Linked DNA regions of Mus musculus: regions 2, 3 and 4 are each linked to region 1. A link is a contact called in public HiChIP or PLAC-seq and promoter capture Hi-C data. All regions are on one chromosome and are shown on one strand. Each heading gives the region's core, a stretch centred on a gene start, on an enhancer-like site or on the middle of the called end of the contact. The rest is flanking DNA. Distances are from core to core; before and after follow the strand shown.

Evidence for each region. Promoter capture Hi-C pulls out the DNA fragments that hold promoters and counts their contacts. HiChIP or PLAC-seq counts read pairs in DNA pulled down with a chosen protein or histone mark.
Region 2: a contact with region 1 is called in an H3K4me3 HiChIP or PLAC-seq map of embryonic basal ganglia, with 4 times the contacts expected there. The contact joins the enhancer-like site here to the promoter of Rgs6 in region 1. A contact is called at or near these places in 6 of 39 promoter capture datasets (the HPC-7 cell line, cranial neural crest, epiblast stem cells and 3 more), 10 of 115 datasets of contacts at active chromatin or transcription factors (SST interneurons, craniofacial prominence, embryonic basal ganglia and 7 more) and 1 of 9 other capture datasets (pancreatic islet).
Region 3: a contact with region 1 is called in an H3K4me3 HiChIP or PLAC-seq map of forebrain, with 3 times the contacts expected there. The contact joins the enhancer-like site here to the promoter of Rgs6 in region 1. A contact is called at or near these places in 2 of 39 promoter capture datasets (embryonic stem cells and liver), 6 of 115 datasets of contacts at active chromatin or transcription factors (embryonic forebrain, embryonic stem cells, fibro-adipogenic progenitors and 2 more) and 3 of 9 other capture datasets (embryonic stem cells, liver and pancreatic islet).
Region 4: a promoter capture Hi-C map of stem cell-derived epiblast-like cells shows a contact between it and region 1, with 2.3 times the contacts expected there. The contact joins the enhancer-like site here to the promoter of Rgs6 in region 1. A contact is called at or near these places in 7 of 39 promoter capture datasets (the HPC-7 cell line, cranial neural crest, frontonasal cranial neural crest and 3 more), 5 of 484 Hi-C or Micro-C datasets (the HL-1 cell line, cardiomyocytes, cerebral cortex and 2 more), 11 of 115 datasets of contacts at active chromatin or transcription factors (astrocytes, craniofacial prominence, embryonic basal ganglia and 8 more) and 3 of 9 other capture datasets (adipose tissue, embryonic stem cells and liver).

The regions. Positions count from the first base shown.
Region 1 is chr12:82,612,573-82,618,873 of GRCm38.p6, reverse strand. Rgs6 (regulator of G-protein signaling 6) reads right to left here and starts at 1,949. Exons shown (of 17, transcript NM_015812.4): 1 at 1,491-1,949.
Region 2 is chr12:82,981,388-82,987,622 of GRCm38.p6, reverse strand. Rgs6 (regulator of G-protein signaling 6) reads right to left here. Exons shown (of 17, transcript NM_015812.4): 3 at 2,229-2,328. Among named protein-coding and RNA genes, the nearest start is that of Gm31308, 20 kb to the left of the region's middle. Within about 2 kb of position 2,217, at least 3 of the 459 cell types and tissues checked have an H3K27ac peak or open chromatin away from gene starts, as enhancers often do. A contact at or near this core is called in embryonic basal ganglia, where this site is marked.
Region 3 is chr12:83,042,241-83,048,288 of GRCm38.p6, reverse strand. It overlaps Rgs6 (regulator of G-protein signaling 6), which reads right to left. Exons shown (of 17, transcript NM_015812.4): 4 at 680-730. Among named protein-coding and RNA genes, the nearest start is that of Gm31187, 37 kb to the left of the region's middle. Within about 2 kb of position 3,453, at least 39 of the 459 cell types and tissues checked have an H3K27ac peak or open chromatin away from gene starts, as enhancers often do. A contact at or near this core is called in forebrain and stem cell-derived neural progenitor cells, where this site is marked.
Region 4 is chr12:82,918,884-82,924,390 of GRCm38.p6, reverse strand. All of the region lies in intron 2 of Rgs6 (regulator of G-protein signaling 6), which reads right to left. Among named protein-coding and RNA genes, the nearest start is that of 1700085C21Rik, 18 kb to the left of the region's middle. Within about 2 kb of position 4,025, at least 28 of the 459 cell types and tissues checked have an H3K27ac peak or open chromatin away from gene starts, as enhancers often do. A contact at or near this core is called in astrocytes and craniofacial prominence, where this site is marked.

The DNA.
Region 1 (6,301 bases), core at 700-3,199:
TGTGACGAATTGATAGCTTCAAAGAAAAACGTTTTACTGAAAGTCTCTCAGCAGAATAAGCTCAGTGAATGTTAACTGAAATTTCAGAAGGTGAATGAAGAGCAAAGTTAAGACTATGGAAAGAAAAACACCTTCACCGGAATACCTCCCGACAGCTGACATTTCTAAACTCTACAGCTGCTTTAGGGAAGGAAGGAGTTAGTGGAAGGAAGCTTTCCCCACACTGGAGCTTACAGTGCCCAAGATCACCTCGGTAGCTACACGATTTAGATTAACAGCCCTAGCAGCGAAAGAACTCAAACAATTTATCATCTCTGCAGTACCCGTGCATAAAGGCTTTGGCTTACAAAGGTGTGTCTGTGGGAACTGTCCTGTTTCCCTCTGTTCTCCACTTTGAAGGGATACGTCCCTTCTAATGCAAAGTAAGTTCAGAGCAAGAATAAATATAGAAGTCACAGAAACTTTCAGGCAGCCCAGATCCAACTCCACACAATTGCCCATCTACCTAGTTGTGAAACTGACTTGTGGGAGCCTTGTTTATAGTGTACTATCCTCGGACAGCAAAGGGCTTCGACGCATCGCGCACATACTGGCAACCCATCCTCTAACAGCCTGATAAACACCAACCCAGGTCTTACTCTCCCATTCTCCCTGGAGAGAAAAAGATGAAATGGTGGGCTTTAACCTCCTCCTGGTTGCCTTTCAAGTTTTCCTTTAGGGCTGCTAAAGGGCTTTTATCAGAACTTACCTACAGGTCCAGTTTCTAAGCAGGCACTGATGCTGCGAGAATAATTCCAAACCAACGAGATTCAAAACATGTTCAATTTATTTGCAGACTTAGAAATGCCACTGTCTCCGTGAGAGAGAAAACGCACCCACTTTGTCAAATTAAAAAAGAATGAAAACCCGCAGCTTTTCCTCTGAACAAATTTAAATTTTCTGGGTCACTTCCCTCATCACACTTTTTAAGCAGCCTGACCTGCTCAGAAAAGCCTATACCTACCGTCTGTGAAAGCAACTCCCAAGCCTCAGACCTCACCACCCGCCCCTGCGGTCCTCACCTCACCACGGAGCCTCGCCCTTTCAACCCACAAATCGGGAGCTTATTCTCAGGAAAAGTTGCTGGAGGTAGATTCCCCCACCTGCGCTCTCCGAGCGGATGGCTGGGAAGAAGAGAAAGCCTTCGGGGCCCCGCACGCCCTCCAGGCCCAGGCTCGGAGCGCGTCCCACCCCAAAGCCGGGAAGGCGATTTCCACGCAGACCTGCACCCATCCCACACAAGTCCGCATGCCAGCTCGCCGAGTCACTTACGTAAGCTCGCCCTGCACAGTCCCAAACTGCAGACACACACCCGCACCTGTCACGCATCCGAAATGGACAAGCGCCCACCCCCGAGGAATGCAAGCCACACAGATCGGGGCGCGGGTGCGGCTTCCATTCCTTTTCCTCCGGGTTCTTTTCTTGTCCCTTTTTTGTCCAACTACAATTACCTTAGCAACCAAAGAATTGTCTCGACTCGCTCCGGCGTCTCAGTTTCTCCTAAAGCCCGGCTGGCGCCCGGCTCATGATAAGGCTGGGGAACCCGGGAGTCGCCAGCTCTCGGGGGGTGGAGGAGCGGCCAAATCTGTCCGGGCACTGCTCTCCCGAGTGTCGCCTTCTCCTCCTCTTCCACCTTCTTGGTGCCACTCTACGAGGCGGCGACCGCAGGGGGCTCAGCGAGCACACTGTACAGCTCCGGACCCGGGAGGAGGCGCGGCGGGTCTCATGGTGCCAGGGCGCGGGGCTCCCGGGGTGTTTCCCTCGCCCCTCGCTGGTCCGGACCGGAACCGCCCCCTCGGCGCCCGCAGCAACAGGGACCCCGGGGCGCCCCCGGGCGGAGTTCTTGGCCACCCGGTGGGGGCCGATCGCCAAGGAGCTGCCCGGAGTCGCGCAGCCCAGGCGCTCGGCTCGGCCGCTGCCGCAGCGGCGCCCGCTGTCGGGGACCCAGAGCAGCTGCAGCCTCGCGCCGCGCACCTGGGCGCCCGCACCTGGCCTGAGCCACGCGCTATGAGCGGGACCCTGACACCTGAGCACGTTCTTAGGTCGCCGCCGCCAGGCTCACCTGTCCCGGCGCCGCCCGGGGTACGGATCAGGCCCTGTGCAGCAAGCGAGGAAAAAAATAATCTGCAGATTCCAGGCAACCGAGCAGCTACCTAGAAAACTGAGGGACTGTGTTAAACAAGCCAAGGCTCCTCTCCTTGCTGCCAGGATGACCGTGTACTGAAACTTTAGTGGCGCCAAGGTGCTCACGATTCTGGCCTGAGGTGCTGTCCCGGTAGCTTTTGAATCCCTCACTGACGTGGGGCTGGCGCCCTCTAAATTAAAATGAGCCAGTGCGTTCGTCAGAGATATTGTTGCTAATCTCGTGGTTTTATTTATTCAACGTTTACACCACACAGCGTTGGGAGCGCTTTGTGGTTGATACTATCTTGAAACAATACAAAAGGGAATCTAAGGGGGAAACTATGCACAATATCCTTGGGCAAGAAGAGAAGCTTTGACATTCAAATGAACAAGGGTAACTTGAATGGACATTTTAACCTGAGAGTCCTGAAACGTGATTTTTGATGACTTATGACTGGGTTGCAGATGTAGCTCACCTAATATAGTGCTTTCCCCAGCACTGAGTAAACCCCGACAGAGATGGTATCCACCTGTAATACTCAGGGGCTGGAAGCAGAAAGAACAGAAGTTCGAGGCCAGCTTTGGCTACTTAGGGAGTCCGTGAGTCACACTGGACTACATGAAGGCCTGTCTCAAATTATTTTAGGGAACTGTAGTTGGAGGTAGGACAAGGTGGTTGGTACTAAATAGTTACCAGTAGATGTGTATGTATGTCAATGTTACCAACACCAATAATAAATCAGTAATTTATACTTTAGTGTATTAATCACAGAAAAAAATAAATAAATTACTCCAAGTCATTGGGGATGAATGATCTGGACTCTTCATCTTTATGGCTCTGGGGGTGAAAATTTAAAGTTTCCTTGGCAATATGCATGTTTGTCAACACTGCTGTGCATAAATATGCAAATAACAAAGAACATCAGTTAAAGGTAAATAGATTCTTCTGAATGTAAATCCATTCTTCTAAAATGGCAGATTGTTAAAGATGGCTTCTGATTGAGCGAGGCCCGAGGACAAGGCTGCTAACTCAGAAGGTGGCCTTGGGTAGGATCCAACCCCTGTAAATAACACCTATAACCATGGATTTCTATAATATACTGATTCAAGAAAATAGACATGTCTGTGTTGTTTCCTCACATAAAGCTAGTGTGCTAGCCACACTAAGAGTGACCTGTTTTTAGGAACTGTACTCTGAAGTCTGAAGGGGTCAGTGAGTGTAAGTTGGAGATAAGATGTGCCTAGGAACCCTGTGTGTGCCCTATTGGTAGGGGTAAGCACTTTAAGTCAGAGGTGGGACCCAGTAGAAGGAAGCTGGGTCCATGGAGGGGTCCCACTGAAGGGTGTATGATGAGACTAGCTCCTCCCTCAGTCTCCACGCAGTATACAGGTCTCCTACCAGCATCCTCCAAGACAGTAGCTTGAAGCACAAGACCAAAAAACCATAGGCTAAAAATCTCTGAAACTTGACGCCAAAAGAAGTCTTTCCTTCTTGTAAATTGTTTGTCTCCAGTATTTTGCCACTGGGAAGAGAAAGTGCCTAATACACAGTCATTTGTTACTTATTCACAGATGGTTGGAAACTAGGAACACCCAAATAAAGTGAACAAACGAACTAGTCTGTCCACCTGCTCGTGTAATGTGTTTTGTAATTCAATATGACTTCAGAAGAGATGGCTTAAAAAGATACACTGAGGTATAATTGTTCTCTTCGCCAAGATGAACAACAAAGACTTTGTCTTCATTTAATTTTATGTGTATGGATGTTTTGCCTGCATGTATGTGTACCCTGTGTGTGCAATACCAGCTGGAGGCCAGAAGAGGTGACAGATCCCCTGGGACCAGAGTTAGAGCTGGTTGTGAGCCAGAATGAGGGTTCTTGGAACCAAATTCAGCACCTCTGGAAAAGATGCTCTTAACCGCCGAGTCATCTCTCTAGCCCCTAAAGACTCATCACTTTTGACAAGTGTCCCTCACAGGTTTCCTTGAAGTATTATCTCATCATTAACTGAGATAAAAAGACAGTCTCTCTGCACACTACTCAGTGAATATATACAATTTCACTCTGCATATCACACTGTGAATATGTACAATCCCACTCTGCCTGTTTCCATTAGCCAACCTCGTATTCCTGAAGGCCTTGCTACACAGAACAATCTTTCCAGAAACTCTAAAGTATAAAATAAATATAGTAATGTATAAAATCCTGAATCTTTTCATCACTTCATTACCAGATGAGGGGCTACAGCTAAGCCTGTGATAGAATTGCCATTGGGACATCTCTGTTAACTTCATTTTAATAACTTCATTAAGAGCAAAGATAGAACAGTTGCATGTACACGCCTCTGAAACATTTAGAGGCTGTGGGTTTGTGGAGGGCAATGAGTTTGAGTATGAGATAACCCACATCTTGGGTTATGGATTTGTTATATTTAACAGTACATGTTACATATCCATCTCAACTTTCCTTCAGTGTGTGTTATGTGTAGTTTGTTATTTGGGGGGGGGGGGTGATATGTGCAATGTATGTTTGTATATGTGAGTACAAATGGACACCACAGTGTGTCTATGGAGGTCAGAGGAAAACCTTGGGTGTTAGTGTTTCTCCCACTTCACTTGAGACAGGGTCTCCTGGTTGTTCGAAGCTGTGTTCACAAGGCCTGCAAGCTTCCAGAGATTCTCCTATCTCTGTTTCCCGTCTCCTGCAGAAACACAAGGATTGCAGGCACACACTATCCTGCCTGGCTTACATGGGTCGGGAGAATTCAAATGTCGTCACAAATGTGCACCCACTGAGCCATCTCCCTGGCTTATGTATGTAGTCTTTCATCCTGATAGCTAAGGACCATGTTATTTCCATTTTGACAAAGACAGGAACTTGATTTTGAGTCACCTTTTCCTCATGGTGCATCCTGAAAAAACAAACAAACAAACAAGTGTTCTCATAGTGTGTAAGGTACTGCAGCCAAGCCTGATGACCTAAGTTGGATCCCCAGAATCCACATGGTGGAAAGAAAAGACTGATTCCAGTAAGTTATTCTCTGTCTAACCTCCACATAGTATCCCGTGCTCACACGCATGCGCGCACACACACACACACACACACACACACACACACACACACGATAAGCAAACACATTTGTTTTTAAGTTTTAGAAATGTCTGTTTAAAGGCCACAGCCTCGGCACCATGGTGGGAGGCAGGAGGTGCTGACTGGAACTTGGCAATAGCGAGTCTTGATCTCTGCCTCAGAATAGATTAACCCAAATTTCTGGCAGTGGAGACTCAAGGATCTACTTTTGACCAAGAATTTTTAAGCTGCAGCTTGTGGGCGTTCCCTTAAGAGACCACTCATCATTTTCTATTGCTGTTGTTAATATTAACCATATTAGGAGGCGGACCGTGGCAAGCAAACTCAAAATTATATAGGCTGGGGGTTTCCTCTTTCTAGTGTTAGTCTGTGATCTGCAGTCTCAAACCCCCAGTGTCTGGGAACAAATGTGTTTATATCTTAGTGCTGGGTGGTTACGTTTTGGGACTTGGAAGTGATGTCATGTCAAAGTAAAGTTTGTATTTACAAAGTTCCAAAACTTAATAGTCAGGAGCCAGGGAGATGTGCTCCAACTACTAGACACAGGGCAAAAATTACATCAGCAATAACAAACTTTTAAAAAGCTAAACAAGACTAAAATAACCATGGAATGCTGTTTATAGAAGCAGTTAAGAACCACGGGCCTCACTCAGGGACTTCCCAGACCCTTTGGCAGGGGCTATGCCTGCTAGAACCTTGTAGTCAGAGCAGTAAGAGATAGGCTATGCCCTGGGCGTTAGACAACTTCCCTGGACTGGAAATCTCTGTTCCTCTCTTTAGGTTCTGGGATTCTCACAGGTGGCCATAGTTACAGGGATATTGAATAATGGGTTTTCTTTTAAAATTATATTTGCTTACATTTGTGCTTAGATTGATCCCCCTATCTCAGTGTGTGTGTGTGTGTGTGTGTGTGTGTGTACGTGTGCATATAGCTATGGCTATTCTGGGTTATATGCATGCAAAAAGAAAAGACAACCCGTTTCTAATGCTGACTGTGCAAGCTAAAGTCATCACAATGATATGGTACTTGCATAAAATCTGACTCAT
Region 2 (6,235 bases), core at 968-3,467, 370 kb before region 1:
TTGCTGAGCCTTGGTGATGATCTGATAATGGTTTCTACTTTGTTCTCCCCTCTCCAACTTTCTATCCATTTCCCCACAGAACATTTATTTGCTAAGTCTCACCCTTGCAGTTCTTCATTTCTCACCTTTTAAGAATGCAATTTTGTAGTAATAGTTTGCCTTTTATCTTCTCCTCCTAAATATGCCATTCTCTTATTTCAGTATATTTCCTTTGGGGCCTTCCCAATCCCAACCTAGCTAGACACAGATGGAGTGCAGAAGTTTCTTTATCAACTTTACCCAAGGAATAGCTAAGAATTTACTTAGGAGTTCCTAATAGGAGTTACAAAAATTTCTTTGATATGTCAATGGGGGAAACTCCAAACTCAAAATCCCAGAAGGTATGGGCAAGCAGGTTATCTCTTAACTAGGTAGGGAGTACCTTATAGATAAACACATGGAAATTGTAGTATCCTGTCAAGTCCTTGGACATCATGACTCTCCCATTTATATTTTTTTCTATAAAATGTCTCCAGATATTCAATCCATTATTTCAAACTGTGTCCTAGACAGAACCATCTGATGCCCTTCCCAATCTCAACTCAGAGCGAACCAACACTATCCTTGGATCTATTTTCTCAAACTCACAACTTTCTCAAGCCTATATACTGGGCCAAGGAATCTCCTTTACCTAATATAGCTTACAACAATACAAGACATAAAGATTTTTGTTAGATGCATCTAGTTTCAGGTCTGATGGCACACATTTGTAAGTCTAGTACTTGGGAGGTTGAGGCAAAAGTTCAAGGTCAGCCTGGAGTACATAGCAAGTTCAAAATCAGCTTGCTCTAAAAAGGGGAAAGCCTATCACAAAGACTCCTATCTTGTGAGTAAACACCCAGGAGGCATAAGCAATGTCTATATCGCTAAGAAACTGTCAAACTCCATTGAGGGTAGCTGCAACATTTCACACTCCCATCAACAACAAGACAAAGCTCCAACTCCCCCATGCCATACCAGCACCACCAGAATATTTTAAGTTCTCATTTTAGCTACCGAGGTGCATGACAAATACCTAGTTCTGATGGCTCCTGAATTTTGGAAAGCAAATAGCTAAATTTTGGAAATGAAAGGATCACCAGAACTTTTGCCTAAGTCCATTTACTTATTTGTTTGGATAGCAAGGGATACACACTCTACAAGAAAGCTATGAAGAAAAAACAAGGACTTAATCAACTAAAATAGAGAACAAACAGGGAGGGGAATTCAATTTACTAGCACTTAACAAGAGGACTCTAAGATGTTGATGTTATTTATAAAGCAAAATGCTATGTGACGTCTCTATGATTTTTTTTGTAACTATAGGCATATCTAATATATTTCACAAAGACTTTAAAGGGGGGCTGGAAAGGCCCCTCAGCAGTTGACAGTACGATGCTGCTTTTGCTGAGGACCTGAGTTCAGTTCCCACATCCACACTGGGAGGCTCACAACCACCAGTAACCCCAGCCGGAGGGCACTTCATGCCTCCTTCTGGCTTTTATAGACACCCCTACTTATGTGTGCATGCATGTGTGTACACACAATTAAAAAATAAGAAAATCTTAATTTCTGAAGAAAGAAGCTTGACTATATTGAACCACAAAAAAGTAACAGGATGCAGAGCAATATTTTAAAATTCCTTTCTAAAAGGAGTTGGAGCACAGTAGATTAAAAACTTAGCAAAAGCACTTTATAGAATTTGAGCATTTCTTAAGACATGAAATTTTCCTTTAAATGTGCTTAAATGGAGCTAGGCATGGTGGTACATACCTGTTATCCCAGCACTGGGAGACCGAGGCATGAAGACTACAGTTTCAAGATCAGTCTGAGTTACATAGTATAGTCATGTCCCCAGTGAAACAGGCAAACAAACAAGCCCCAACAAAATGAAGCCTGCTTAATGTTTATAAGCACGTCGGCATTTGTTTATAGCCACAGGCCACACTGCTAACCTGTCAGTTCATCTACTCCCAGAGGCAGTAGCTACACACGCTTGAAAGGCTCATAACACTAAAGTGGTTCTTAATGATGTGCAAAGTGTAGGCTTTTACTAAAAACCGAGACTGGGAGGGGCGTCGAGTCAAGATCCTCATAGAGGTTTTCATGTTAATCTTCCGTTCCCTAGACACCTCCACATCACTGTCTAAATCACATAACTCTTTAATAGTCATTCTGGTTGTCAGTGACACCTTCTAAGGATATGTTACCTGTGACGACACTGGGGATTTTGGAGAGAAAGCTCTTAACTGTTCTGATGGGCACACCCCCTGTCTTGTCATCTTGCATCTTTGTAATGATGTCCTCAATCTGAAAGAGGTTGAAGAAAAGAGGTGTTAGTTGTTTTCTTGCACAGTTGTAAGAAGGGAAGCCTTTATCAAATAGTCCCAGTGTGTATAAGTGTTAATAACAGGCATCAGGGAAAACCCGAGTCAGTCAGGCAACAGTCTCAGTGTCTTCTGGGCATGAGAACATCAGAGCATGTTCTGTAGGAACAAACCCTTAGTGAACAGAGGAAGGGAGAAGTGATTGGAGTCCTTAATAGGATACCAACATGAACATCGTGTGTGATGAGATTTCTTCTCTTTCTCAAAGTAAATTTAAACCATAGAAAACCACCAGAACTGACTCCAAGGAATGGCAGTTTCCTAAAGTTCACCCTAAAATGTCAACACGAATCAGTCACTGGGAAGTTCAGGCAGGAATTCCTTTGGCAGAGACCACAGTGCACAGCAGCAGTTCCATTGGGAGAAACAGAGCAGGGGAGTGATCGGCTAAAAAGGACACATGTCTGTAGGCATGGATTCACAAGCCAATGGAATTTCCTGGGCAGAAATGTCCAGAACAGGATATAGGAACGTTTGTAACAGGGATATGGATCTTTTTGTTAGGGGAGGTGGAACAGCTAGAGAAGGGGAGAGGCTAGCATGTACTATTGACACAGTTTTGATTCCATAACCAATAGAAATATCTTGGGATAAATTCTCTGAGTAAGTCTTTATTGGGATCACATAATTTTAAAGACAGAAACCTAAAGCTATAACTTACTTTCCTCTAGTTCCACATGCTATGATGGCATTTCAGGGGTAAACTGAGTTTCTCAAAGACACGGGACTAGTAATTGCTTTGGTAGCAATAGATGTGTTGTTAGATACAAAGTTAGGACATGCTGTAATATCATTGCCACCATTAAGATGATAAAAACGCCTACCAGGCATTCAGAATACATTCTCATCAACACACACAGAATGTACTTGCTCACAAGTCTTTGATTAGAACTAGACATCTAAGCCAGGACTCAAGGCACTATATCTTCTGGTTGTCAGGAGCAGAGAGCTACACATCTGTAGTCAATATCAATGGCTATGGCAGAGGCTAAGAACTCCCTCAGCCATCACCAGGTCCCACAGATGCCCAGTGGCAGAGCCAACTTAGAATCTAGTTGTAGACTCCAGGGCTCCGGTTTTTAACCCCGAGCCATTCTGCCTTACAACAGGATTCACAGAAAACCAGCCAAGTGTGAAAGCCACCCTTCCCTGAAGATTTCTTGGTTTTGCTGCAAAAGTACTGAGAAAGAGGGACTAAGAATGAGGCTCCAAGGCAGAATACTTGTCTAGAATGTAAAATATCCTGCATCCCATCCCAAGCATCACTAAATAAATACATGAATGAATGAATGAATGAATGAATGAATGAATGAGAGACTGAGAAAGAATCCTAAGGCCCCAGCCCTTCAGATGACAGGGAGTATCTCACAGGCAGGGGAGTCTTTCCCTGCAGCCTGATCATCTCTGTTCTATTTAATTATAGTCTAAGAAGCAATCTAATTCCCATTTCCATTATCCGCCTCAGCTTCTGCTCAAGTCTAAGCTCAACTCAACCAAATAAGCAGCCGAGTATCACTCATCGATGGTGAAGAAGAGCTAGTGCTAGAAAAATGGTCACATTTTAAAAGTAATCTATGCGTTTGATCTGGTGTGCTGTTTGAAACCAGAGGCATCGGTTACTTTGATGGTTGCTGTGAGAAAACCAGAAGCACCTTTGAGGATTGACGGGAAGCCAATAATTCAATTCAGTTAGACTTCTGAGTAGGCATTAGACAGTAAGAATAATCAGTCTCTGCCACTGTGGGTCAAATGGGAAGAACTGGCTGCCCAGAGGAGTTCTCCATGGCTCCTTTCTCCTCTGCCCAGTTGCTTCCCCAAGTGATGGAATTTCAGAAGGACGTGTTTACTAAAGATGCACGGATCTCATTATGTTGGTCCACAATATACCAAGAAGTGCACTGTTCATTAGAGGTAATAGCCAGATCAAAAGACCAGTCTTGCTGGGTGTGGTTGCTTATGTCTGTAATCCCAGCACCAGAGAAGTAGGGAGGAGAACATCACAAGTTCAAGACCAGCCAGGCTATGGAGTGAAAACAGAAAAAAAGGCACAAAGGACAAAAGGACTGCCAATTCCTTACTGGACTGTAAAGGGGATTCCATCCTGAGTGGTTCACAGCATCACAAGAATAGAGAAGGAATTGCTGGTTCTAATGCCTGACTCTGCCTCAGTATTGATACACTGTAGTCCCTGCCCTGGCCTCATGGTGGAAATAAAATCTGCCATTGACATTTTGTCATGAGACTTGCCTGGCTGCTGTTACTGAATAGTGTGGCATGCGCTCAGCAGGTGCCTGTGCACGCCAGCTCTCAACCTTAGATAGTTGATGTCCCAAGAAAGATGTGAGACATTCTCAGTGAGTAACCCCGTATCTTAGGCAACCCAACCCCAGCTTCCTTGCTCATTTGGAAGGAAGAAGCCAATGTGTCTATGCCACTGACCTGGGATGGTTTACTCTACAGCAAAATATAGTAAGGCTCTGACGGAAGGCACTTTTAAAAATTGTCAAAGCCACAACAGATATTTGGTAGGCAATCAGAATGGATGTATTAGATTTAGGGTGCCTTTGGAACCAACCCACTTTAAGAATGCAGAAATTCAATATACAGTCGGTACTTACCATCTACGTTAATACACTCATACACTGTCCTGGTTTAGGTGGCTGATTTCACCATTGAGTCAGACAAGGCAACTCTTCCTGATGCTGGACCATCACCCACTACAACACACTCTCTCTGAAGTTCCTTGTCATGCGTTTTGGAGAATTCCCAAGAATTTATAAGAAGGCCTTAGGAACTTATAAAAGCACTGAGAAGTGCGGTCAAATATCTTGAACAGATTTCTAATTTGTTTCTCCATCTTAAAAGTTCTGTAGTAAAGATGTCAGCATGGAGACCCAGAAGGCCTCAGAGCTGGTGTGTAACAAAGCTGTAATTCCTACCCAAGTCTTCCTGAATGCAGTATGTCATCAGAATCTATCAAATAGTAACTTTTCTGCCCTCTCAGATCAGCAGAAATCTTAGCTACCACCCTTCTTCACCTCCCTGGGGATGGGGGAGACAGAAACTGGCTTATATTTTCCTGACGGTTCAGTTTCATCTCACTTTGACACCTTGTGTTCCCAGGGAACAACACAGTAAGTTCCCTGACATCCTTTGATGTGAAGACCCATGTCTTAGTGAACATGTTTGGCCCTACGTGCCCTGTGCCAATCAAGGAGCAGGTGGCCCCAATCTGACAGCCAGGTGAAGCAGAGAAATCATTTGGCCAGCTTGGTTGGTTCTGCCTGGGTGAGCCTCAGTAATAAGGGTGCTCTTCTACAAGGAGCTTAGCACCCAGCACAGGTACAGGGATCCTCCAAATAACAGAATGACAGCAGCCATTACACTACCCACTGGGATTTCTTTTACATAAGCAATAGACATGATTCACTGAATTAGTGCTGAGCAAAAGGGAGGAAGAGTGATCATCTTTTTAGAAATGGAAGCCTCCTTGAGATCACATGACTGGACTGTGGTTTAGAGAAGTTTGCAGCTTCTTCAAAGTGTTCCGCTTCTTTAGGGACGTCACTACCCTGTCTCTGCAATGATATGTGCATTTACTGAGTGGATAATCCAGTTTGAAAATATGAGAGGCTGGCTGCTTTGATCTGCCCAATGAAAAACTGTGTCTGAGGGGTGAGAGCATCACAGGTTGGAGGTAGGGTTGGGTAGAATGGGGGAGTACTGATTTTTTTTTAAGACTACACTAGGTGGATGACGTCAGAAACCAGACAAAGATGTAGGTAGCCCCAAGAGCCCCTGGCACCAGCCCTTCTTGGTCAGCTCAGGCC
Region 3 (6,048 bases), core at 2,204-4,703, 430 kb before region 1:
AGCAACTTTAGCTGCTTAGAAGTTTCTTTTTTTTTTCCTGGAGGCATCTCCCCCATTTTCTAATTAGACTGTAAATTAGACATTTTTTCTGAATATTTTCTGATGGAAGGGCAGCTGTGGGAACCGTCTCATTGATCAGAGTTTTGCCTTTTTTTTTTTCTTTTCTTTCTGGTGGGCTTTGCCTGGTTGAAATGCACAATTAGAGTTGAAAAAAAATCACTTCCTCACTTCTTGCAGGAGCGGAAAACAGAAGGAGTTTTAGCAAATAATTAAACATCTTAATTGTGGATCAGACAATCTAATTTTAAGAGCTGCTTCTAGAAGGCTGCTCGGTGACAGGGCTACAACTTATCTTTAATTGCTACGGCTAACGAGAGAATTCATCTCATTTCCCACGCTATTGTGATGAGCTCTTTGGCATTCTAAATAGTGGCTCACTTCCTCAAAGGGTGATTTTTTTTTTTAACGTGATGATAGGCATTCAGTGGAGAAAATGAACGACTTCTATCTGCAAATACAATGATCCCACATCCTGGACCCCACAATGATAAGCCTTCTTTTCAAGACTGTAGGAGCCCCTTGGAGAAGTTGGCTATGGCATGTGTACCAACACCAGGGCAGGTAAAGGCAAGGTCAAGGGTCAAGGTAAAGGCCAAGGTAAAGGTCAAGGGTCAAGTACCTGGGTCCTCAATGGAAAGGTTCTTCATAAGCCACTGTACAATGTCAGTACCTGCAAGGACAAAGCAATCACAGTTGAAGATCTCATTGGTAGCAGATGTAACGTCTTCACCAGAGTCCTAAGCTATCCTAAGCCCAGCAGCACATAGTCCAAGAGATGCACAGTATTGATACTTTCCCATGGTACCCAGCCTTTCCTATCCACTGGAACATTTCCACGGTTATGATGCAATCATTGTTATCCCTCCTTTTCTTCCTTCTTTAATGGACAAGGCTTTGGTGCATCCCAGGCTGGCCTTGAATTTTCTATACAGACGAGGATGCTGAGATCCCAGTCTTGCACCACCGTGCCTAGTTTCTACAGTCCTGGGGCTCAAACACAGGGCTTCATGCATTCTAGGCAACCAGTTGAGCTGCACTCCCTATATTCCAATCTTTTTACAAGAAAGGAAGAAAAACAAACAGGAAAAAGAAAGGAAGAAAAAATAAAAACCTACCGATCAAACCAACCAAACAAACCAAAACGAAAAATCCAAATTCACTTCTGAGGTCTCAGTTTTATCTGCATTTCTAGGGAGCATCCGTCAGAAACTTACTGAGGACATGGATTTCAGTGGTTTCCCCAAGACAGGCTGGCAAGACCTGAGTATGCCTGCTCCCAGAACATTTCGTCCTTGGCATCATGCCTACCGACAAGGGCTAACCAGCTCAGGAGACTTCAAGGTTCTTGAAAAACCCATTCATTTCAGCTGTGAGTCCATTCTGAATCAACATGCCTCTGGGTCTGCAGTAGACACTTCGGAGTCTTCACTCGCAGCGTCTCCATTTTGCTTCGGGCCCCAGCTACCTTACATATCCAACCCCCACCCCTGAAGAAGGCTGTGAACCTACTATACTAATTATAGGCGTGGGTAGAATGACCTATACCACGTCCTGATCTGGCCTGTGAAAACTCCTGTGTGGGCCATGCACACCTCCCAGACCCTTCCCTTAGTTCTCTGGGAGACTGAGTGAAACAGACACACAGTATGGATGGGGTCGTGGATCTCACCATGAAAATGTAGGACTCTTTGGGGTCCTCGTGAGAGGCATTATCTGTGTTTGGAATAAGCCCAGTTCTTAGGGACTCACGAACTCCCTGCCCGGCAGTGTGCTCTAGGGTAAGTCACGCTTGAACAGAAATTCTTCCTCTTGGTTTTGTCTTCTGGTGACAGAACAGTGAACCTGAACCCAGACCTCATTACTCTGAGACCATCCTGTCAGATTTTGGTCAGTCCTCCGATCAGTCATCAGTGTTCCAGTGTGGCAGACCTGCATTCATCCCATGGTTTGGTCTGGAGCCCCTTGCCATGGGCCACAGTCCCTGAACAAACTCCCTTTTACTATCTTCCTTTAAAAAGATGCACCTAGAACCAAGAGCAGCTTAGCTCACACAGGAGTGTGTAGAGAGCAGGGGAATCCCTGAGGGAGTGTGTATTATTGATGTGCCAAGGTCCCCAGTAGCTCAATTCTGTGGAGCTGGGAAAGCCTTCTTCCTGACGAGGCTCAGAAGCACAGCAAAGTCTTCTTTGTGGGGAGGGGGCGGTCCAGGTCTAAACTTCCTTTCTTAGGAGTTTACAGATGGAGACAGTCCCTTACAGAGATCTCTTACCGAGACTAGCTATCACTGCTCCCTGGGCGATACGTAACAAACACAGAGAGAGAGAGGATCTGGGTCGCCAGGGTGGTCAGTGCAGCTCCATCAGAGTACACACAGCCCCACCTGACCCAGCTTTTGGGTACTGATATCTCTGTGTTGGTTCTCATTCGTTTGCCTCTATAGTCAGGATTTTAGGATCCAGGCCTCCAGGTACATCACAGGCATGCAGGAACCCAATATCTGCAAGATTCCAAATATCTGATCTACCCACCATGTCACCCGAAGATTTCATTTTACACAGACCTCTAAACATGGCTTTATCATACTTTGATAGAAAATGGGTTCAAAGGAACAATATTTCCAGATCTGAGTCGAGAGCAGGTCTGAAACCCTGGTGTGTGTGTGTGTGTGTGTGTGTGTGTGTGTGTGTGTGTGTGTGTGTGTGTGTGTGAGGGAAAGCAGGCAGGGGAGGGTAGATTAGATTAGCAGGCTAATCGCTGCCTGGCTAGCTTCCCAGACAGGTGAATGAGATCCAACAGAGGAATTTACTGAGACACTCTTTTTTTGAGAATCAAAAATTTCAGACATTTGATCATTAGACTAGAAGTGAGATCTCTGATGGCGGGACAGCCTGGACCTTTGGTGTCTGATTTCTGTGTGGCTCAATGCCAGTGCCTTGGCGCTGCCAGGGCTTTACCCTTGTCCTCATGGGCTTTGCCTGGGGTCAGCCCTCATTGACAATTCCATTTCCTCACATGTCAGCCTCTAAGGCAAGACTAGGAAGCTTCCCACCCGAGCTTCCGGACCACATCTATGAGCCGAAACTGGATGTAAAAACACTTCAATCCGTTCCCATCCTTTGAGAGGGCGTTCACTTGTACCTCCGTGGGTACGTGTGTGCGCATGCTCATTTTCCCCCCACATCGCAGAAGTTCTGTTATTTGTTCTAGGAAATGCAGAACAAAACAGACATCAGCTAAGAACTGTAATCCCAAACTGGGGGTGGGGGAGAGACACTAACCTGTTCTTTTTTTTTTTTTTTTCCTTAAAGAAAAATAGTTCTTTTCTGTGGGTTGCCTGGAAACCGAGAGGCTTCCAGGATCACTCCGACTCTCCCCGGGGCCTGTGGATTATCTTTCCGCTGAGCTTGCTCAGCCATTATTTATCACCTGCCAAGATTGATTGCTCACTCTGGGACAATGACAGCCCTTCCTTTCCCCTGTTAATTACTGTCATCATTAATATCCATGTCACTAATTAGTATTCATTCACATTGAAACTCCTTCCCTGCTCTCCTACCCACCCTCCCCAGGCCCCAGGCCCATTGTCTGGATTTCTAACCCTCTTTGGCACTCAGTTTCTGGTCCAATTTTTCTCTGGCTCTACCAAACCCTGGTCACCTTCACTGAGCTAAAGGATAGCAATTAAGCACTTTTCTCCTCCCACTAACACTTTGGGGACCACAGAGCTGGGTTTTGTGTCCTGGTATAGTGACACTGGCAGTTGCCATGTGGGGATTAAGCTGCTATTCTTGGCTATCCTGGGTAAGGATACTTTATCTGCTGTTCCGTCACTGTCTCTCACACACAGTGGGTACCATTCTGTGGCCTGCGGCAAGCATGCTGGAGGATGCTTAGGGATGGGTCCGCTTCCCCCTCACTGCTTTTTAGGAGTGCTATTTCCTGCTTCTAAGGACTGACTGATCCACAAATGGCCTACCCCAGCTTTGGGGCTGGAAATGAACCACTGTGGTTCAGCCCCACAATAAGCAGGAAAGGCAAATATGTCATAATATTATGAAAGTGCTCCAACTAGGCATGTTATAGCCAGATGGGAACAGTCCACACAGCAACGGGAGCAAGCATTTGCTTTTAATTTTTCCTCTCTCTCCACCAACTCCAGCGACTGTCCTTTCCTTTCTCTCCACAAAAGAATTTGAAGAAGATTCATTTCTGTTTCATCGGAAAATAACTGCTGCCTTCTGTTTCCACTGTTGGTTTTTAGAGCTTACCTTTGTAAGACGCCCTGCAGGGACTTACAGACTGATAACACGGCACAGTGTAACACACACAGCGGAGTTACTCTGTTCCCTAGAGCCCAAGACACTGACCTAGAAGCTGTCTTCCTGAGGCCAATTGCATCTCTCTCTCTCTCTCTTTCTGTGTTATGTACATGCTATGTGGGTGCGTGTACAAGTATTTTACACATGCATTTGTATGTCAGAGATGAATGCACACACCTCCTTCAGCTACTCTTTACGTCATTCTTGAGACAGGGCCTCTCTCTCTCTCTGTCTCTGTTTCTGTCTCTGTCTCTCTCTCTGAGACAGGATTTCTCTGTGTAGCCCTGGCTGTCCTGGAACTCACTCTGTAGACCAGGCTGACCTCAAACTTGGAGATTCGTCTTCTTCTGCCTCCTGAAAAGTAAGGTTTCTTATTGAATCTGGAGCTCATCTACTCAGCTACGCTGTCTGTCTGTCTGTCTGTCCAGTGAGCTACAGGAATCTACCTATGTCTGTTTTCCCAGTACAGGAATTATAGGCTCATGGTCATACCCAGCTTTAAGTGGGTTCTAGAGATCTGAACTCATGTCTCACACTTGTGTGACAAACACCTTAGCAACTGAGCCATCACTCCAGCACCACTAAAAGTAATTTAACAACTCACAATACAGGAATATGCATTACACCAGAGTACTCAAGAACCTTCCACTGCTTGCGTACTGTATCCCTGTATGTAAGAATATGTTTATGACCAGCAGTTACATGCTGTGCTTCATGTGTGCTGTAGTATGCCTTTCTACTGTATCTTTTACATATAAACATATTTATTGAAAGGGCATCAGTATAAAATTCTTCTAACAAGAAAGGAAGTAAACCATGACTCATTCATGCAATAAATATTTATTGAACTACTATTCTGATTGGAAAATACCACATCAACCAAGAATACTGTCCTAGCCAGGGTTTCTATTCCTGCACACACATCATGACCAAGAAGCAAGTTGTGGAGGAAATGGTTTATTCAGCTTACACTTCCACCTTGCTGTTTATCACTAAAGGAAGTCAGGACTGGAACTCAAGCAGGTCAGGAAGCAGGAGCTGATGCAGAGGCCATGGAGGGATGTTTCTTACTGGCTTTCTTCCCCTGGCTTGCTCAGCTTGCTCTCTTATAGAACCCAAGACTACCAGCCCAGGGATGGTCCCAACCACAGTGGGGCCTCCTTCCTTGATCACCAACAGAGAAAATGCTCCACAGCTGGATGTCATGGAGGCATTTCCTCAACGGAAGCTCCTTTCTCTGTGATAACTCCAGCCTGTGTCAAGTTGACACACAAAACTAGCCAGTACAAATATATAGGGTGAAATGATATTCTTTACAGCAGAAAAATTCCTATTTTATTAATCACACACATATATAAGCACATACAGACATGAAAAAGAACAGTTCTGGAAATAATGTGTTAACTTTAGGCTATCTTGGACAAAGGAGAGTTATCAAACTATTCATTTCTGAACTATTTTAAGCTCACAGAACATTCTATATGCTTTACAAAGAAATACTTTTTATTTTCAATAGTGGAGAGGCAAGAAGTAGCCTCTTGCTAAGTATGGTGGTACACACCTTTAATCCTAGCAGGGGCAGAGGCAGGCAAATCTGTGAATTCAAGACTAGCCTGTTCTACAGAATGGGTTCTAGGACAATCAAGGTTACACAGAGAAAGAAACCGTG
Region 4 (5,507 bases), core at 2,776-5,275, 300 kb before region 1:
CAGAGTCCTTGTCTCTGTAACGTCCCATGGTGGAAGGGCCTCAAAGGTCTGTCTAATAGTCCTAGACCATTCTGCTAACCAACCTCGATAACTCAGCCACCTCCCAAAGGCCCCACAAAGTACTGTCTGGAAAGTTGGGATTTTGAGATCCCAGCAGAAGATCCAAAGCTCAAAGACTAGGGGAGGAGCCTGAGGCCAGGGGTGTTAACCCCCATCGGGTTGTTGGGTTGCTTATCTAAAGAGTCCACAGCGCAACCCTTGTGAAGTCAATGTGACACCATTTGATTTTTTTTTTTTACAAGTTCTAGTGACATTAACTTGAACATCCTAGCCTATGACAAAATGAATAAACCTAAACGTCTTCTGCACAATTAAACAAATAAGAAGCAAACGAGTAAGGAGAGATTACAGACAGGCCACGCGCTGTTGGCTTTCCTTGGAAAGCTGGTCTCCCAGGGCCTGGGTCCAGGTGGCCATGTATCCCCCATGCCAGTTGGGACAATCAGAGCTGCCTTAGGAGAGAGTCTGTTAAAGCTGTGAATGCTGACACCATGCCAGATTGGAGCTACAGACCACCATCATTGGGAGAGCTCATGGGTAACAGAGACCCCTGGATCCAGCTGTGGCCAATGTAGCTGACCCTTAGCCATCTACCACCCAACTCAAAGCATCTGCCCTTGTCTGCTCATGCATGGCCTATAGTGGGAGGGGACCCCCCAGTCTTTGCTTTACACCGTACTTCTTCCATATTTTCTCTCCATCTCCCAGTGCTCTGGCTCCTCCATAGGTCGACAGAAGAAATGGCATAATGGATTAGTGGTTGAATATCTTTTTTATATCATCTTGCAATCTGCATCTCTCCCCCCTCCCCCCATATCAAGGTTGTCTGTGCCAGGGGACTAGGCCCATATCTGAACCTTCACTGGGTACATTTTTAGGTTTGACTCTCTCTCTCACTCTCTCTCACTCTCTCTCTCTTCTCTCTCCCCTACATTAGCACACATTTCCCTGTCCTCATAGCTAGGTTCACTTCATCCCAAGCAGCCACTTTTTCCACTGGGCAGGGAACCAACAATAATTGCTCCAAATATGCCCTTCCTTATGTTTCACAGTTCAATGAGAATATGCACGCCTCTGCCAAATGGTGAAAGTTGAGTTTGCTGACTGCTGAACACCTTATTTGTCTCGCTTTCATGAATTCATTCAGCTACTTGGTACTCATGGAATCCTCTATATTGGGAGCAGGCACCTGGGACCTGGGTCCATATTCACATCCTCTGAACTCATCTTTCTTATCATCTCTGATGGCCTAGAGACCATATAGCAACCATTCAACAGGATGGCGACATGCCAGCTCCTGTTGTGACCATAACCCAAGCCTCTAGATTAGAGTCTTTCATTCCTGTTGCAATGCCAGGCGAGGAGTGCCTTCCTTCTATTCCTCAAAGTTTAGGGAGGAGAAATGTCCTGAGTACTCTAGAGGAGTTTACTGAATCAACAGTCATCTCTAAGTGTAGGCTGGATCTTCAGTGGAGTACCAGTCACTGGGTACCTTCAATGCCTTTCATTAAATACCCTTTTCTATCTAGCACTACATTTTAAAGATCTATGTGTGCATGTGTGTGTGTGTGTGTGTGTGTGTGTGTGTGTGTGTTTGTGTATGTGTAGTTATAGGTAGTTGTGAGCTGCCTCATGTGGATAGCTGGGAACCCAACCTGGCCTCCCTCAAGAACAATAAGCACTCAACCTGTGAAGCATCCCTCAAGCCCCTAGCACCGCACGTTAGGACACCAGGGAAGTCGCAGCCATGTTTAGGTTTGGGTATCTATTTTTTTTTTCTTATAATTGGGAAAGCCCAATCAGCATCCTCACCTCAGTTGTGTTTCTAAAAATTAGCAGTTTGCTGTTAAAGACATCTCACCATAGTGAGAAACAAACCTCGACAAAAATACCAACTTAAAGAAGCCTGGTATATCAACTTTGCGATTGGGAGGGTGAAGCAGGAGGACTGCGAGGTCCAAGTATGGGTAATAACGTGAATAACAGGTTATCCTGGACTATATAGCGAGAACCCGGCTTTTAAAAAAAATACAAAAGCTAAAATAAAACCAATCCCTCCAATACTATAGACTTCACAGTAACAGTAATGATGATGCTAATACTCTGATAACAGTAAAACATGATGGAATACTCTGATCATTCTGTTGGCACTTACTGGGATACCTAAGTCATACTTTTGCTATGATACCATTTTGCTACGATATTCTGATTAAAATATTCAGCTATGTGAAACCTTAAAGGAAATATTAAAATTTTTCCACGACTAAAGAGAAGCTAGAATGAGACGGTCTGGGTAAGCTGGAGGAGTGCGCATGCGCATGCCTGCTGAGGCGCTTTACTCTGCTACCTGACACACCTGGTCAGTGAGCGTTCCTCCCAACCCTGACCTGATTTCACAGCATTATTAGCAGCAACCATACTCTACGCGTACCATATGTCAGCCTTCTCCCACGTGTTCTCCAAATCAACCCCCTCGAATCAGGTTTATCGCGTGTTCGCTGAACGCACCATAAGGGGTTTTACATAGCACTCCAGATATCAGATGCCAAATTTCCTAGTGGAATAAACAGTGCAGGAGGTAAGGCAGTAGGGAATGAAGGGGACTGTGGCAAACCTCGAATCACATGCCACATTAAAAAGGAGCTGCAACAACGGCCACTCAGTGCCAATATTTATCTGATTTTTAAAGGAGGTTTAAGAATGTATTTATTGTGAAATCTGATTTCTAAAATATATTTAATCAAAATTTTTCCGATATCAAGCCAAAACAAAATCAAACAAGCCGCCTACATATGCTGGCAGGTGCCGTTCCCGTTCCCCGTTTGCACAGCAGGCATTATTGGCTGCACTACACTCAGTCTGGTCTCTGCAGACCTTGAGAACAGTCTTTCAGCTGAGGCACTGAGATTGTTTCCCCTGTTCCCAGTCTGTAGTTGATCTCACCAACAATGCAATTAAGGGCGGTGATAAGGATGCCATCAGTATAGCAGCTAGGAAGCACAGAAGAACATCTGGCGCCTGCCCACCCACACATCTGCACCAGGGCACACCTCCTGGTCTATGCCGCCACCCCCACCTCCTCCTAATGTCTCTTAATGTATGTCATCTCCATGTTGTTCATACAAACACATGAGTCTCCTTAGAGTCCCCCATGACACCAAGTTGAGGATAAGTGATCTTTACAGTCATCTCCATGAAAGAGATCTTCTTCGCCCTATCTGATGGATGGATAAATCCATAAGGCTAACCTGATAGTTAATAAGCATGAAGACCCAACCTCTCTCTTCTAACTTCAAATCAAGATCCCCTTAAGTATTAATAAAAACAATACGTGAGCTGGGTTTACTATCCCAGCACTGGGGAGGTAGGGACAGCTAATTCCCTAGTGCTTTCTGGCCAGCCTATTCAGAAAACTCTAGACCAGTGTTTAAACAATACAAAGTGACTGGCTAGCTCCCAAGGAACAACACTGAGGCCTCTCTCCCACGCTGGTACCTATATCCGCAAATGGAAACATGCACACACATGTGCATATATACACACAGAACTAAAACAAAGCAAAAATGATATGTACAGCAGAAATCTGAAACTCAGATACCTCCCAGGCTTGCTCCTGTAGACATTGGAGGAGGTGTTTCTCATGGCTACTGAATTGTGAAGTGGCTTAATTCCCTAGAACACAATACAAAGTGACACCCCCTTAGAGAAGACAAAGAACACCCCTTTGGAAGACATTAAAATCTGGCATTCTTGTAACATAAATGAACTGCCTGGTCTTTGAATTGTCACCCCAGTTAGAGAACTGAGCCAGGGAATTTGATGAGATACAATATATGAGCCCTGATTTAAGTGTGCCCCATGAAGACATGGGGTGCATTTTAGCTTGTCTGAGGAGGAGTGCCTCTCTGTAACAGAGACTCTCAAATTCAGGCCTTGGGGCAGCTCTGTGAGGGTGGGAGAGCACAAAGAAATTCTTTGAATTTTTCTGTAATCAAATCTCCAGAGAGCTCTAAAATGATTCAGCTGTGTACAAAGCCGTTCTTTGCCTCAGATTGAATTATGCCGCTCCAACCTATTTGGATTAAATTATAACAGTATATGAGCACAAGATGTTCCTAGGTCTTAAGGAATTTGTTGTTCAGACTCAGTATTGTTCTTATTCTTAGTTTCTTTCCCCATAAATAATGTTGAAGCCACAGGGTTTCAAGCTTGCTCTAGTGGCAGAAGTGTCCCTCCCCCTTTCCCAAGCAGGCCTCCTAGATGCAGCACTCTGTTGGGTGACAAACAGGGTCTGTGGGATGTTCTTGGGTGTGCTGGCCTTTGTCTAGAGTCACAGTGAAGTTCACCTTGCCCTTTATCCCCCATCTTAAGGATTACACTTCAAGGCTGCCCAGCTATTGTCTCATTTTGGAGCGAATCAGTAGGACCCAAAATGGGCAGGGGAAATGCTATGAAGTGGCTCTGAAGAATCTAAGCATTGTATAGGACTTGGCTCAACCCTTGTCAGGACATATTGTTAATATTATAAATGTCTAGATGACCATCTACTTGGGTCATCACAACATCATTAGTACAAAGCAAACCCGTAGTGCCTGCAAATACTGGATTCCTGAGTATCTTTTAACACTACTAAAGATGAAAGGGTTTTAAGAGAATTCTGAACACTCCTCTGGGAGGTGCTGGCCATCCAATGGCATGATTGTGGGTGTGTCCATAGCCCTCGGAGATACTGGATAAGCCTTGATCCAATGCCCACAGGAGTAAGTTAACAATTGCCTGCAGTCACTAACTTTTCATTAGAATTTCTAAAACTGAAGATCAAGGGGTTACTTTGATCATTTAAAATTTAAAACTAAAATAACTTGAATGTTGCTAAAGTCACTCTTACCAAACATAGCAGATCATCAATAATGGAATTTGGTAGCTGTATGACTCCTGGAATTTTGGTATATTATCTTAGCAATAGTGTTGGGGAGGCATTACTTTGGCCCTAATTCCCAGAACCAATCAGTAATAATTGATTGAGTAATAAGTTAAATCTATACTCCCAACCTCTTTTCTTTAACCACTTTGGACCATTGTGTTGTTACTGTGATTACCCTGTGGCCAACCATCAGATAATCTATTCAAGTTGACCAGCCATAAATCTGCCTACTATTTTTACCCTTTTCTTCAGATAAAGATGCTTACTCCTCTCTCTCTCTCCTCCCTCTCTCCCCCTTCTCCCCCAACCTCTCTCTCTTCCTCCTCCTCCTTCCTTCTCTACCCACCCCAGGTCTTCCACTGAGTGCCTTAAAGAGGCAGTTGTCCTCTTTAAGGATCTTATAGTTCAGATAAATGTCCTCTCATGACATTTCTAGGAGGGAGAAGAATCTTTAAGAGGTAGAATCTAGTAGGAAGTCCTCTAGTCATTATCTATATGAGCTTGAAGGGTATCCTGGGGACCC